Linked DNA regions of Mus musculus: all the other regions are linked to region 2. Evidence: chromatin contacts called from public Hi-C data. All regions are on one chromosome and are shown on one strand. The core of a region is the stretch at or near the end of the contact, and the rest is flanking DNA. Distances in the headings are between cores, read along the strand shown.

Evidence for each region. Hi-C and Micro-C count contacts between places; a contact is called where the count stands out from the background.
Region 1: a Hi-C map of cortical neurons shows a contact between it and region 2, with 4 times the contacts expected there. The contact joins two enhancer-like sites. A contact is called at or near these places in 2 of 484 Hi-C or Micro-C datasets (the N1E-115 cell line and cortical neurons).
Region 3: a contact with region 2 is called in a Hi-C map of cerebellum, with 2.5 times the contacts expected there. The contact joins two enhancer-like sites. A contact is called at or near these places in 2 of 484 Hi-C or Micro-C datasets (cerebellum and embryonic stem cells).

The regions. Positions count from the first base shown.
Region 1 is chr15:72,623,607-72,628,044 of GRCm38.p6, forward strand. All of the region lies in intron 20 of Trappc9 (trafficking protein particle complex 9), which reads right to left. Among named protein-coding and RNA genes, the nearest start is that of Kcnk9, 78 kb to the left of the region's middle. Within about 2 kb of position 2,530, at least 14 of the 459 cell types and tissues checked have an H3K27ac peak or open chromatin away from gene starts, as enhancers often do. A contact at or near this core is called in cortical neurons, where this site is marked.
Region 2 is chr15:72,081,566-72,086,374 of GRCm38.p6, forward strand. It overlaps a transcript of Col22a1 not described here. Among named protein-coding and RNA genes, the nearest start is that of Col22a1, 50 kb to the left of the region's middle. Within about 2 kb of position 2,261, at least 10 of the 459 cell types and tissues checked have an H3K27ac peak or open chromatin away from gene starts, as enhancers often do. A contact at or near this core is called in cerebellum and cortical neurons, where this site is marked.
Region 3 is chr15:72,666,457-72,671,346 of GRCm38.p6, forward strand. The region is part of intron 20 of Trappc9 (trafficking protein particle complex 9); the gene reads right to left. Among named protein-coding and RNA genes, the nearest start is that of Kcnk9, 120 kb to the left of the region's middle. Within about 2 kb of position 2,610, at least 5 of the 459 cell types and tissues checked have an H3K27ac peak or open chromatin away from gene starts, as enhancers often do. A contact at or near this core is called in cerebellum, where this site is marked.

The sequences.
Region 1 (4,438 bases), core at 1,280-3,779, 540 kb after region 2:
AATAGTAAGAACCAGAGGACCAAGAAGTCTGCCTTGAGATTGTCTCCTCCTAGACAGGGAAGGTACACCGTGAGACCTCAACAATATGGTTGTCTGAACAAGATCCAACCACTGACACTAGCTGACATGCCAATAAAGATGGGAGAAATCTTACAGGGCCTCGCTACTAGAGGAAGAGACACAGGTACTTAGTGACTGCTGAGAGAGGGATAATTAGTCTTCCCCAGGGATGAGTCCTCTAATTGATTGTCCAATAGCAAGTGGTGGGCCTAAAAAACATATCAATACAAGCATCATGGAATGGACTTAGCAGGCTTCATTTGTGTATTTTTAAATATATAAAATAATAATTAAGACAAGGCCATGAATGAGAGGCAGAGCTAGGGAAGAGATAACAAATTATGAAAATTTGGGTTGGGATTAGAATAGAATTTCCAACAGTTTCTGAAATGGCCCTGAACATCCTTCTGCCATTTGGTACTATGTGTTTATGTAAAGTGGTGTCCTCAGCCTGAACAATTACAAATTCAAGATTATCAGTCAGTTCTGAGAAACACTGAGTGTGCTCCATGTCCTGCGGCATTAAACAATGTGCCAAGGTTTAACTCTTTATGTAAAGTAAACAGCCATGCCCACCTTCTTAAATTTGCTTTTGACTTTAGCAAACAATAAAATTATATGTGTACTAAATAGCTCCTTTAAATGTTGAAAGGAGCCTGATATGGCTGTCTCCTGAGAGGCCCTGCCATAGCCTTACAAATACAGAGGCAGATGTTCTCAGTCAACCATTGGACTGAGTGTGGGGTCCCCAATAAAGGAGTTAGACAAGGAACTGAAGGAGTTGAAGGGGTTTGCAACCCCATAGGAAGAACAACAATATCAACCAACCAGACCCCCCCAGAGCTCCCAGGGACTAAGCCATCAACAAAGGAGTACACATGGCTGCAGCTGCATATGTAGCAGAGGATGGCCTTGTCAGGCATCAATGGGAGGAGAGGTCCTTGGTCCTATGAAGGCTCCATAGATGCCCATAGGGGAATCGAGGGTGGGGAGGTGGGAGTGGGTGGGTGGGTGGAGGAACACCCTCATAGTAGTAGGGGGAGGGAGGATGGGATAGGGTATTTCCAGGAGGGAGGGAAACCAGGAAAGGGGATAACATTTGAAATGTAAATAAAGAAAATATCCAGTAAAAAACAAATCAAAACAAAAAAACCAAATAGCTGCTTTTAAATAAACTTCATTCTAATTTATTATCAGTATTTTTTTTCATTACTCTGTGTGTGTGTGTGTGCGTGCGTGTGTGTGTGTGTGTGTGTGTGTGTGTGTGTGTGTGTTTGCCAGGTAAAATATACCATGACTGGAAACAGTTTAAGATACCTTGACATATACCATCACATAGCCCTAGAAATGCCAGATACCAAATCAGCTCTGATAAGATCACACACTCAGAAAGGTTGGGTTTGTCCAATGAAAGAGCGCCAAGCTGAAAGGTGCCTGTGAGCATGCCCAACTGGTATGGCCAAGGCCTGGACTACTCACTGCTGAGAGGTAATGGGGCTTCTGTGTGTCATTAGTGTGGTCTGGGAAGGGGTGTGATGAGAGGGTAGGACAGATCTGGGGACAGTGGTGTGCCACTTAGCCTTACTGCAGGCCTGGGCATTGTGGGGGCCCCTATGCTTACTTTCTGGAAGTCTTTTGCAAGGCAGATTTGGGGATGCCAGGATCCAGGCCTGCCAATCTTCCCCTCCCTCAAATCAAACCTCAGAATGGAAGAGGTCCCCACCCAAGCTTAAGTGTAACTAGATCAGACGCAGGACACAGATATCATTTACCTTCTTACAAGTCGTGATCAGGTACACTGTTATAAAACTAACGACTAACCTTGGCTTTAATTCTTATTTTCAAGTTGAATATGTTTCTTGGGAGACTCCCTGAGACTGAGCTGGGTCCTACATGTTAGTGAACTGGTCATGGACAGGCTCTGCCCAGGGATCAGGAGATGCCACCCTGCCCCAGTCACCACAGGACATCTGGTCTTTGATTTCATCTCGGATAGCTGGAGGCTGGTTCCAGAGAGCAGAGTGGGCGAGAAGTTTTGATTTGGCCTTTTCCTCAGAGCTTCTGTCAGGAACAAATTGGCTGGGGTGTGAGAGCTTTGAAAGGCCAAAGGCTCTTAGGGGCTAAGAGAAGACACCAGTCTTCCTCCTCATGATGAATAACACACAGCCAGCCAACCACCCATGGGGCCACCCACAGTCACCTGCAATAGTGCAAAGGTTGTCAGGTTCCAATCCATGCTGTAGCCTGGCAAGCTGCTTACTGCTTTGAACTTGTGTCCTACTGGTACGCAAATGATGAGGCCCAGAGCATTGATGAATACTGTGGTCAGCCCACAGCGGCCTTCCCAACCCCCTCCTGCCTGATGCCCCAATTCAGTCCTTCCCTGGTAGCTGGTTTATATACTAGCATACACTGGAGGAGGGAGGGTGGTGGGTTAATTCTAAAATTTAACTTGCTTTCCTTTTCCCACAGGGAGAAAGAGTGGGAACAGGTTTCTAAAAATAGGCTGGCCTGTCAAAACTGTTAAGGATCAGGCAGGGCGAAGACGCTGCTGGGGGGAGAGAGAGAGCAGTGGGGCTGCTGTGGAGGGCTCCATGCAGGACCTTCCCCAGGCCACAGCCCTGGGGCTCGTGCCCCTGGCACGGCCAGTCAGGACAGCCTGCTGTCCTATGGGCACAGCGACCAGCTGGGTGATGCTGTCGGAGCGTGGTACGGGGACTGCAAATGGCTGCTGATGGCCACTGTCACAGCAGAAGGATGGAAGGCTGCTCTATGTCAGATGCTGCCCTGGGTGTGCTTTTTTTCTCCTACCCCCCTCCTCACAGCTATGCAGGGATGAAGTCACCATAGCTCCACCATCAGGTGACAAAGAAGGGCTTAGAAAGGAGTCTCTCCAGGCATCCAGCTAGACCATGAGCAAGTCAGGCTGCGAGCCTAGTTCCTCTAAGGCTGTCATGGAGCTCCCCAGGTACTGCTTGTGTGTGTTGTCAGTCCCTCCTGAAGAGCCCGAGGGTTGTGTCAGACCAGGACTCTACTCACAACCTGTTTTCCTCTCCAAGTAAAGACGACTCTTCAGGATGGAAGAAGAGATGTGGGGGTGGGGCAGGCCAGGGGGAAGAGGGAAGTTTCAAAGTCACAGTTACAGGAGAAGCCCCAGCACACACAAATCAACTCAGCAGAACCCGTAAGTCAAACTAACCGCCCAAGCCATCTTTCCTTCCTGGGGTCAGAGTCCAGCTAGAGGCCCTATGCAGATATTCTACAGGTTACACCAGGTCCGGGCATCTTGTTTTTGAAAAACCCAAACACAGGCTGAAGAGATGGTGTGGCAGCTAACGCATACTTGATATGCAAGTGTAAGGATCGGAGTTCGGATCTCTAACATCCACATAACAGCTGGATGTGACGTGCCTGTAACTCCAGCTCTAAAGGGCTAGAGACAGGTGCATCCTTGAGCTTACATGGTCAGCATGGTGGAAATGGTGAGCTCAAGGTTCGCTGAGAGACCTGTCTCAGACAATAGGATAGAGAGCAATAGAGGGCACGCATATCAATCTCTGATTTCTACATGTGCACACACAGGTGAATAGACAGACAACACATGTGCACCCCAGGGAAATAGAAATAAAGACTCAAACACTAAGCACTCAGTTCGTCTGGAGAAACACTGAATGCATAAGACATAAACGAATTGCAGAGTGAAGAGACACAGCTGAAAATCAGCACACAGGTTGATCTGCATATCTGCAAAGTGTGCAAGAGGTCCCAGAAATACCAGGCTGGATCTTTTTGGATAAAAACTCATGGGTCCCTTCCAAAGGAGTCAGCAGCCTTCCCTTTCATCTTCACAGGGTACCCAAACAAGAGTCTGGACTCCCTGTCTAGTGAGAGGTGTGGCCCACATCTGCCCAAGCTGTATGGAACAAGAAGTGGGGAGGGACTCTGCTCTTAGATCCCTAAGCCTGCCCCAAGCTCTGAGTTGCCTTTGAGGTGCTGTGGGCCATGGGTGACATCATAGGGACAGAGACACAGCCTAGGCCGGGCATACTGCCCGTCTACTCAATTACCACTAGTTACCACAGTGGACTCAGCACACCTGTCTTCATATGTGTGGTCGGATGCAGCCTCAGCATGCCCAGGTGACATACTTCTCAACTCTACAACAGGGAGGGCGGTGCCTTGGGGACTTCCTCAGTGTCCCTCACTTCAGACTCATCAGCCACAGAAAGCTGGATCTTCTGTTCAGCTCTGAGCTGGAATCCACGGCCACTGCTGCTCATACGACTGGCAGGGATTAGGGCTGGATATTCTGGAGTCTGAGTGCCCAGACCCCTTCTTTGAGCCGTCTACAAGCTCTGGCTCTCAGCTCTTTCATCTC
Region 2 (4,809 bases), core at 1,011-3,510:
GTCTAGAGTTCAGGAGTCTCGAAGGGCAGCCCTGAAACCTTAGCTCTCAGATCCTATTAGGGTAAGGTCCATCATTCACACTGTAGGGTGTCTGTACGAGTCCTTCTTCCCTAAGCCAGTCTGCTATAGTCACACAGCCTGAAACCTGTGTGATTCTTCAAACTTCATACAGTGGAGTACCTGAGGTTGGAGCTGTGTATGAGGGGGTCCAATGTTATGTAATCAAATCTTAGTGACACAGGTATGAATACTGAAACTGTTGGACAAGGTATATGAGGGTGGCAGGGCTGGCAAGGGAAATAATCTCGGAGGGGAGGTGGTCACTCAAAGAGGCTACTTTCCCACCCCACAGACACAGGAAATGGAGAAATTGACTTGAGTCCAAGGTGGCCAGGAGCCTGTGGCAACCAAACGTCTTTCCAGAACCTCCCTGAAACATTTCCCCATCATCTAAAATCCATCTCCTCCTCATGGGCTGCACATGACTGACTAGGCAGTGTGCACAAGCGGTGATGTGTCAAAAGTACACTAAGTTCCCCTTATGGCCAGATTGTAGTCTGACAGTCACTCTACCTCATGCATGTTTTCTTTCATATGTAAAGAGCCAGCTTTTACAAAGAGACCTAAAAGTCGATTGGGGACTATTTGGGAAAGGTATAATGGATGGATTAAGGGGAGGGTGCAATAAGAATGGAGATGAGATGACCAGTGAGCATTATGGAAATGTTAGACTCATACTGTTGTACAGTTACTATGCACTATTGAATAAATAATCTAAAAACAACACACAGAGAAGGGGAGCGGAGGGAGGGGGGAGGAAGAGGGAAGTTGGGAGGAGAGAAAGAAAGCAAGAGAAAGAATGAGGAACCAGAGAGCAGCAGAGAGCTGGATCCTGGATCTGGGGCCTGGATTCTGCTCCTGGTACTGATGTGTGGGAGGCAACCTCAATGCTGAAATGAGAGATAGTTCTGGAGTTCAAAGAGACAGTCGTGAGGTCCTTGAATGCAGATCATCTTTCATCTCCATTTCCAGGTGCCAACAGCTTTGCTGGAGGTGAGGGGTTTTGTTTTTTTGTTTTTGTTTTTGTTTATTCGTCATTTAACCTGGGTCTCTGGGACTGGCTGCGGGAGTTAAGTTGTCAGGCACACCTGCCGCCAGGTGCCGCCAGGCACCTCCAGGTCAGGGGACCATGAAGACAAGTGCAGGAGCCTTCTTTGGTCTGCATTTACTGTCCATCCTTTATTCACTAGGCTTCTCTTCCTTTGGGGATTTGATCCCTTCCCCAACCAGTGTCTAGCACTTTGAGCATCAGCTCTTCTACCAACAATGAAGACTTCACAGGTGAGCCACTTCTCAAGTGAAAGGATGTTAACACAGGGATATTTGTGGTTTCCTTTCCTTTCTTTGTGTTGCTTGGTGCCCTCCTTAACATTTGGCCCTTTTTTTTCTCTCCAGCTGAAACAGAGGACAAACCAGTGGCCCATGTTGGGATTCTGTCTAAGCTCCACCCCACAGTTACCTGGCAACAGCCAGGTAGGTCTGGCCCACTCTAAGAGTGTCTGTTTGCCCCCTCCTCTCTCTCTTGTTCTCTTACTCTCTTGCCTCTTGCCCCCTTGTTCCCCCCCTCTCCATTCCCTTCCCCCCTCTCTCCCCGTGGTCATGGCTGGCCTCTACTTCTCTTTCCTTCTCTCTGCCTCTACTACTCTCTTAACTCCCCTCCCCATGTCCTAAATAAACTCTATTCTATGCTATACCATAGTGTGGCTGGTCTCTCAGGGGGAAGAATGCCTTGGCATGGGCTGGCTAAGGCACCCCTTTCTCCCACACCTCACCACACCCCCATAGAACATATCTTATTATTTCTTTATCTTTTTATGATCACAACAGCCCAGCAGTTCTTAAACAGCACAGTGAAGTGTTGATTTAATCCGTCTTTAATATGGAGAGATGTTTAGAAAATGACATTTTCGGTGGCCAGTCTCATATGAGGAGAGAGTTGGCATCTATCAGATCCCTGTTTGGGCTTTTTGTTGAGTGTACTTTCCCTATGCTGGGCTACAACCTGGGTTAGCTGGGGGACTCGCTTAAGCATCTGCCACGAGGAGATGGAAATCAAGTCTGGAAAATGCTACACTAAACTAAACTGCATTAAGAGAGACCTCTGCAAAACAAGATCCATGGAAACTGAGACCGACATTTGGGGGAGGAAGACAATCTGTCAGGTTCTTTCCCCCCTCATAGCTCATGCTGAACAGCAGGGGGCAGCAAAGAACTTCCTATGTGCTCCGCTCACCCCTGCAGTGTGGCAATACTGAGCCTGTGCAGGGATCACCTGGGGAGGAACTTTCTGGAATGAAAACAGGCATCAGCCGCAGTGTCTGAGGCTGGCCAGGAAGGCAGAATGAAGATAATGAAGGATGACTGTCATCTTGCTTAGAGACAGTTTTAGCTGGGAAAACAGCTTGTATTTGCTTGGGAAGCTGACTTTAGTGTCTGTAAATTCAGATGTAAAGGACACAGAAGTGTGAGACTTAGGAGAGAGGATGGTCTTCATCCCATTGCCAGAGGCCCACAGCTCGGCCTCTGACTGCAACTTAATATATAAGATGAGAGGGATAATGGTACCTAAGACTGTCCTGGTAGATTCGTCCACATAAAGCCGGAATAGCACTGACTGTGTGCTTAGCTGTTGATTGATTGCTAACTATTATTGATAACTGCTTTATAATTGGTGCTTGGTGTAGGTGGTGGGTGATATGTTGGCTATAAGGAGGTGGAACCATCACAGAGACCAGGAGGCATAGAGAAAGGATAGAAGGGTACCTGATATGCAGTGGGGCTCCTCCAGAGGCCTCACTGTGCAAGTGAGACTGGGAAGCTACCTATGAATAGGTAGCAGGGAACTTAGTTGCTGGGCTATGATGCATTATATAGAGTGGTGGCCCAATGCACCACTAATCTGGGTTGAAAAGGCTCATGCCATAACCACAGGGTACCTGAACCTAAAGGAAATTATGTTGGTGGTGGGAGGGAGGAACAAATGGGCAGGAATAAGGACCACAGGTGAAGGTAGTAGCTTAGAGCTAAGACAAGCATCTAAGTACAGAGCTGCACAGGAGTCAGAAACAGTAGGGTGGAAGGAGAGGTGTTAGTGATATCCTCAGGACATTAGTAAAGGCTCAGAATCCAGGGGCCTGTAGGAAAAGGCTGAGGGCAGTCAAGAAAGACCAACCATAGACAGTGCAGTTGACCCTCAAGCTGAGTCCATAGTTTTAAAGGCATCGGATACAAACCTCAGGTTTGTTTATAAGTAGACACTGAGAACAAGTAAATACTCATTAATTATGGCAGCTGCTGGACCCTGAACACTGAATTGTCCGGCATTGTTCTGAGCACACGATTGGCCTGTATCATCTCCCTTTCCTCTTTCTCTTATAGGAGGTCAATGAGGCAAGCATCTGTGATGGCCCCCATTTGCTTTGATCTCTGAGGGCTCATGTGGCAGCCATAGGCTTGATCTTCTTGATTGTGTGTCTAAGACTGAGGCGATGAGAGCTGGTGAAGTTGTGACATAGTAGGCATGATCTGGAAGGGATTAGCAATGTGTTTTCCCAACTGATTTTTATAAAGTTAGCCCTCCTACACAGCAGGCCCTTCTGCACATGGTGGCTTCCCTTTCCGTCTCTCAAATCATGATCCAATGAAGGGTCCCTCATTACAGAGTAATCTACTATGAATCTACTCTACCTATGACTTTTGAGTATACAGAACTATGAACTAAATAGCCACCTTCACTAAAGTATGAAGGCTCAGGAATTATGTAATGATAACATAAAACGCAACGACAGAGGGAGCAGGAACACAGAGTGTTTAAGAGGTATATTCCAAGTTCATGGCTGAGAAGGTGTCAAACTGCAGTGGTATCTTCCAAGATGAGCATCCAGGACTTTGATTTAGAACAGTGGGTTTTACTGAGGTGTGCAGGGCAGACTAAAGGAGAGTAGAGATTAGACAGGGAGGGCAGAGGGCTGAGGGCTGAGGGCTGAGGGCCTGGCAAGAAGAGATGGAGGTTTGCTTGGTTATGAAATAAAAGAGATAGTCTCTCTTGGAGAGGAATCTATTCTATTCGACGTGATGAGATTTGTTCGGCTGTTTCAATGAATAAGGTGCACTACTTGATGAGAGACATGAATCGTGAAGGTCAGGTTGTAATGTGTGCCTGGTTATGTTAGATGTCTGTGTAGCTGCAGCCTGGGCTAGTAACACTCCCAGAGGAGCTGAGAGTCTTTGGGGCACTGTGCTGAGAGGTGAAGAGAAATTCACATTTTACCACCTGCTCTTATGTACCATCTGAACATTTTCTTTTTCCTGGATATGCATCTCTACCCTTGTAATCTGTAGTATTTAAAACACAGAATAGCACAGAGAAAAATAGCTGTGTGTGGTGGTGCATGCCTGCGATCCCACCCAGCACTGGAAAGAGACTACAAATTCAAATTCTGAACTAGAGAGTGAAACCCTATCGTATTAAGATTAACAACAACAACAACGTAATAATAATACAAAGTGTGTTAATGAGTTTCCGTGCTTATTATTCTGTGGCCATATTATTGCTGTTTGTCAGTACACTGGGATGTTTAATCTCACCATCAACCTGATGAGATTTAGGATCACCATAGTCATGTCTGTGAATCTCATCTAGATTAGATTCATTAAAGAAGAAAGACCTACGGTACTTGTGGATGGCAGTATTCCACGGGCGTGAGTCCTCTAATATGTACAAAGGAGATAACAAGCTAGACCCTGACA
Region 3 (4,890 bases), core at 1,360-3,859, 590 kb after region 2:
AGTGACAGAATGGTCAGAGAAGCTGGGGCTCAGAAATCCACAACTACAGGGAGGCAGTCTGGCTCATTGAGAAGTGCCAGGTTGTTAAGGGTTCTGAAGAGCTGATGACTGGCCAGGAGACTCCCTACAGAAGAGAATATCAGAATCTAACCTAAATTGAATTGAGCTCTTAGTTCTGCCTCCCAAAGGCAGCAACAAGGCAGGAGGGTGGAAGCCAAGAGAATACTGTATCTGCTGCCTTTTATCAATGGCCCAGTCCCAGACTCCAGCTAGTCCATGACAATCTGCAGAACTCACCAAATAGAGCCTGGTGGGATGACGTGAACACAGAAAACTACACAAGTACGGTGGATGTATTATTTGGGAAATAAACAAATGAAGATAGATATTTGCAAACTATCTAGATAAACACCTGTTTGGGCAGGCTCTGAAAGAAATGTAAGTTTTTTGCTGAGCCCCTGTTAGTCGGTGTCAGCAAACACTATTCTAGCCATATCGGAAGCTGCCCAATGACCACAGCAGCAAATGGTCTCACAGGTGAGCAATAAACTGCACCCCAGGAAGCACCTTCCTATTTCCCATCAGTCTTTGATGCTGCTACAGTGCTGTGTCTATTGGATACAGTGTGAGAGACAGAGTGAGCATCCTGGAGCAGCAAGGAGTCCAGTCATCTGGGTGGCCTGGTCAATCAATGTCACCTCAGATCAATAGTTCTCTTTATCACCCCAAGACATTAGCAAGCTCTGGAAGCTATCTGTGCGGGTCAATCAGAATATGCTTTTTTTGGAGTCACTTGTTCAATGGTGTTTATCACAAGGAAGCTGTGAGCCAGATCTGGGTGTGTGGCTTCTAGCCTCATGGGACCCTGACATGCAGAAAGAATTGAGGGGGACGGAAAGTGCAAAGCCAGGGATTGGCAGGACACAGGAAGATGGGAAGGAAGAGCCAACCCTGTCTTGGGTTCAAAGGAAAGATGGAACACCTACCTCCCAGAGGAGTGGTTGGAGATGACAGGACTACATTAGACCTCTCCCGGGACAATGTGTGTCCTGCACCAGTGAGCAGGGCCCTGGGATCCCAGGAACCTGGACTTGAGACTGGTGAATGGTTTCTGGCCCCTTACCCAGACCATACCCAAGGGTACGACTGTCTCTCCTGGATGATACTCACTCTGAATCGCTGTCTTATAAGACTTCGAGTAGCAAAACAGTGCAGGGGAGCAGGAGATAAGGAATGTGGTGGGTGATGGTTTACAACCCAACCACTGAGCCTGCAGAGCCCAAGAGAGCCAGCAGCTATAGCTAGCTGGTGGTCTTGCAGGTCCATGCATGCTCATCCAAGGGGACTGATACTTTGTTCAGTTCCTTCACAAGTTTCCAAGCACCTGGCAAAGAAAGCATCATTCACTGCTCCTCACACTGAAGTGCACAATGCTTCTTACAGAAGGCCAGTAAAACATATATATGCATGAGAGAGCTTTTCCCTCCCCCCTGAGAGCGAGAGAGAGTGCGAGGGAGGGAGGGAGGGAGGGAGGGAGGGAGGGAGGGAGGGAGGGAGAAAGAGAATGAATGAATGTGTAAAGGGGCTAATAGTGGCCATAAACAATCCAGAATACAGTCCATCATTTTATAATGTGAACCAGGGTAGGCTCTCAGGAATATGCATAGATCTGTTATTATATATAAATATATATTCAAAAAAATCTCTGTGTGCACAGAGCTCAAGTTGGATCACTTCCTATATATAGCGGACAAATATATAGATACTGCTCTCTATGTAAATATGCATATATATATATGTTTATTTCCCAGACCCTGAAATAGAAGCCTGTATACTTGAATGGATCACAGTGCTTAAAAATGCTCCTGAGCTGTGTACCTCATGCTCGAATCTGAGAGCATTGTTTCCTCTCTGTTTCGCCTTGGCAGCTTCCCCTGGCGGCTTTCCTGATGCTGGGTGATGTCACTTCAAAAGCCAAAGCCCCACTGCGGGTTTACTGTCTAGACAGGCTGTGCGGGCAAGCCCAGAGGCAGATCCGTTCGGTACACAGTGTCCTGCAGATATCAGGAGTTGAGTGATAATGTCCTGAAGGCTTCTGCAATGGTCAGTTCACGGTGGGTAACCCGAGGCCCCCTGTTTCAGCGTCACGGCAGCTGGGCCCCCAGCCTAAGTCACACGGTGGTGCTAGGTGGCCTTTTGGAATCTGGACCACACAGCTTTCCCCTGGAGCGTGTCGCTGCATTCTGAGCCGTGCCGCAGATGTTAGAGCTACAGCTCCCCTCTTCTGCTTCAGGGCTGCATTGTGTTCCCTAACACAACAACAGGACTTCCTGAGACATCAGGGGGTACAGGATGACTCTTTGCCATGGATGGGTTTTGCTTACAATTATCTGGTGGGTCAAGCGTGTGTTCTGGGTTACATCCCAGCATGTGTCTATTCAATAAGTATCATCAGGGGGGATACCATGAGGATGGTCATTTCTGGAGCTAAGCGACATGCCCTGTGGCCTATGCTTTGATAAATCTCACAGTCCCTGAGGCAGAACCAGCAGGCTCCTTCCAAAGAGCAAAAACAGGCCAGGGGGTGAGGAGGCTTTTCTGGGTCATCCTGTTGAGACATACCTCAGCCATCTGCTGTTCCAGCTTGCTTCGCTCTGGCTTGGCACCAATGTCCACTATCCTGGAGGTTCTGGGACCTTGTCCAGAAGATGGCCTGGTGCTCTCATTTTCCTGGTCCTCCTTGAACCTTTCTGCTCTTTCCTGCTAGGCACACCAGACCCCAATGACACGGGAGGCCTTTGCCCATCCTCTTTGGAAATCAAGCCGTCACTCAAATGACCTGGTACCTGCACTCTCATCAGCTACGCATAGCAAATGAAGCCAGAGGATTGAGAGTGAAGCAGACCCCTGAGGCTTAAGCCAGCAGTGGCGTTTGACTGATGACTCCCAGGCTGTATATGTGTGTACCACTCACAGCCGTGATAATGGCTTGAAAGAGATCACAAACTTACTTAAGAGGGGCTTTTTAATTGTTTTTGAACTTTGAAGATGACAGTGTTGTGTTGTGATGTCCAAAATTGGACATAACTGGTGCTGAGTGTCCATCTCAGTGGTGATTACTATCGATGACGATGATGATGATGATGATGATGACGACAACGATGATGATGATGGTTAACTATGGTGCTGGGGGTTGAACCCAGGGCCTCACACATGCTAGGAAGGCACTCTGTCCTCTTCCACACATGACCTCAGTCACTGTCCAGTTCTGTAGTGGCCACCTTGGCTACTCAGGTGACTAAGCCAGTCACCACTACAACCCCACCTCCTGACCCAGCACTTTGACTCTTCATAACTAGTCCCAAATCAGTGTCCCTCAGAGAGACAGGAGCTCCCAAGGGCTTTTTTGCAGTTCCGTATCATCGTTGTCCTAGAATAAACTGAGTCACCCTTCACCACAAGAAAGAGCGATGCACAACACGTCTGACAAGCCTGGGTTGTGTAAGTCACTGGTTTTAGGAGGATTCTTTGCTATGTCAGTGAACTGGCTGACCCAATCACTTACTGGTTTGCAAGGGCACACTACCATCTACACTTTCACTAGTCACGGCATGGTGACTCTTTTGACTCTGTTTACCCAACTGTCCATCTATCTGCTCAGCTGTACATCAGTCCAGCCAGCCGGCTGGACAGCTATGGACTCTCTCTTCCCACCTATCTTTCTTATGAAGGCTTCATCCCATGCCCAGAGCCATCCCACAAAACTGAGTTTGAAAGAGATCATGCTGGGAGACAATTCACAGCTCTCTGCCCACAGGCCTCCATGAGGGACTTCCAGGGAAAATCGTGGTAGAGAAAATGCAAAACGCCCATGGACTTAGCCCCAGCTAGCTGGTGATACTCTGGACACTTGTCTGGTGCCTCCCCAGAGCCTGGTCTCTTGGATCGTAGAGGAACTTGTACGGGAATGGGATCAATTCTGATGAGAGATGTGACCGGAACCCTGTGTGCGCAGAAGCATGCCATGGCCAGGGAACCCCACACGGCGGCATCTGAACTTGACCTTACTCAAACTGAAACAACTGCATCTCCCTGACTCCTCCTCTTCTCACATAAACGGGTCTGCTTTCAGCAGGAACTCAGGAGATCAGGGAGCCCACAGATGCCCCTGCCCCTGCTCCAGACACCATGTAAGAGTGACACATGAGTAGCTGCTTTCCTAGGAGGCAGGGCTCTGGTCCAGCCGTGCACAGCTAGTTACTGATCCCTCAGAGAAAGCCTAGGCAGAGGGACGATGTGGGTACACGGACGCAGCTTGAGAAGGCTGCAGAGTACCATGCAACCAAACAGGAATGCTCGGTGAGGAAATTAGTCAGGAAGAGAAAGGACTTCCCGTGGACTTTGTTGGAAACATTACACTTGATGATCTTTAGCGCGTATGTGGTGGCTGCACAGAACGACTTCTGTTAACTGAGCTGGCACCCAAAGGAGATTGAGAGTCATTAGGCTGCGAACAGCACGGTTGCCTAGAGGAAGCTGGCTGGACTGTGTCCAGGAATGGGATGGTGGCTTTTGGTTAAGAGGCAGGCTATGCTTTCCTCAGATGTTCTTGGAGGGTCTGCCTTGCAAGGTACTAGGAAACAGAGACTACCCCTGAGGTAGGACCCCTGACCCCACCATGCCAAGGTCTGCCATCTTTCACTGTATGGCAAACTCCTTACAGAATGGCAAGGAAGCAGTGAATTCTCCATCAGTGCCCTCTGTCTTCTTTGGCTCTGGTTCTGCACTTACAGACTTGCTGCTTGCTCATAGGAACCCTACATTCATGGGATGGAGAATAGAGTGTAGTTGATGGCCCTCACCTGGAGCTGCAGAGGCACTGATGGTAAT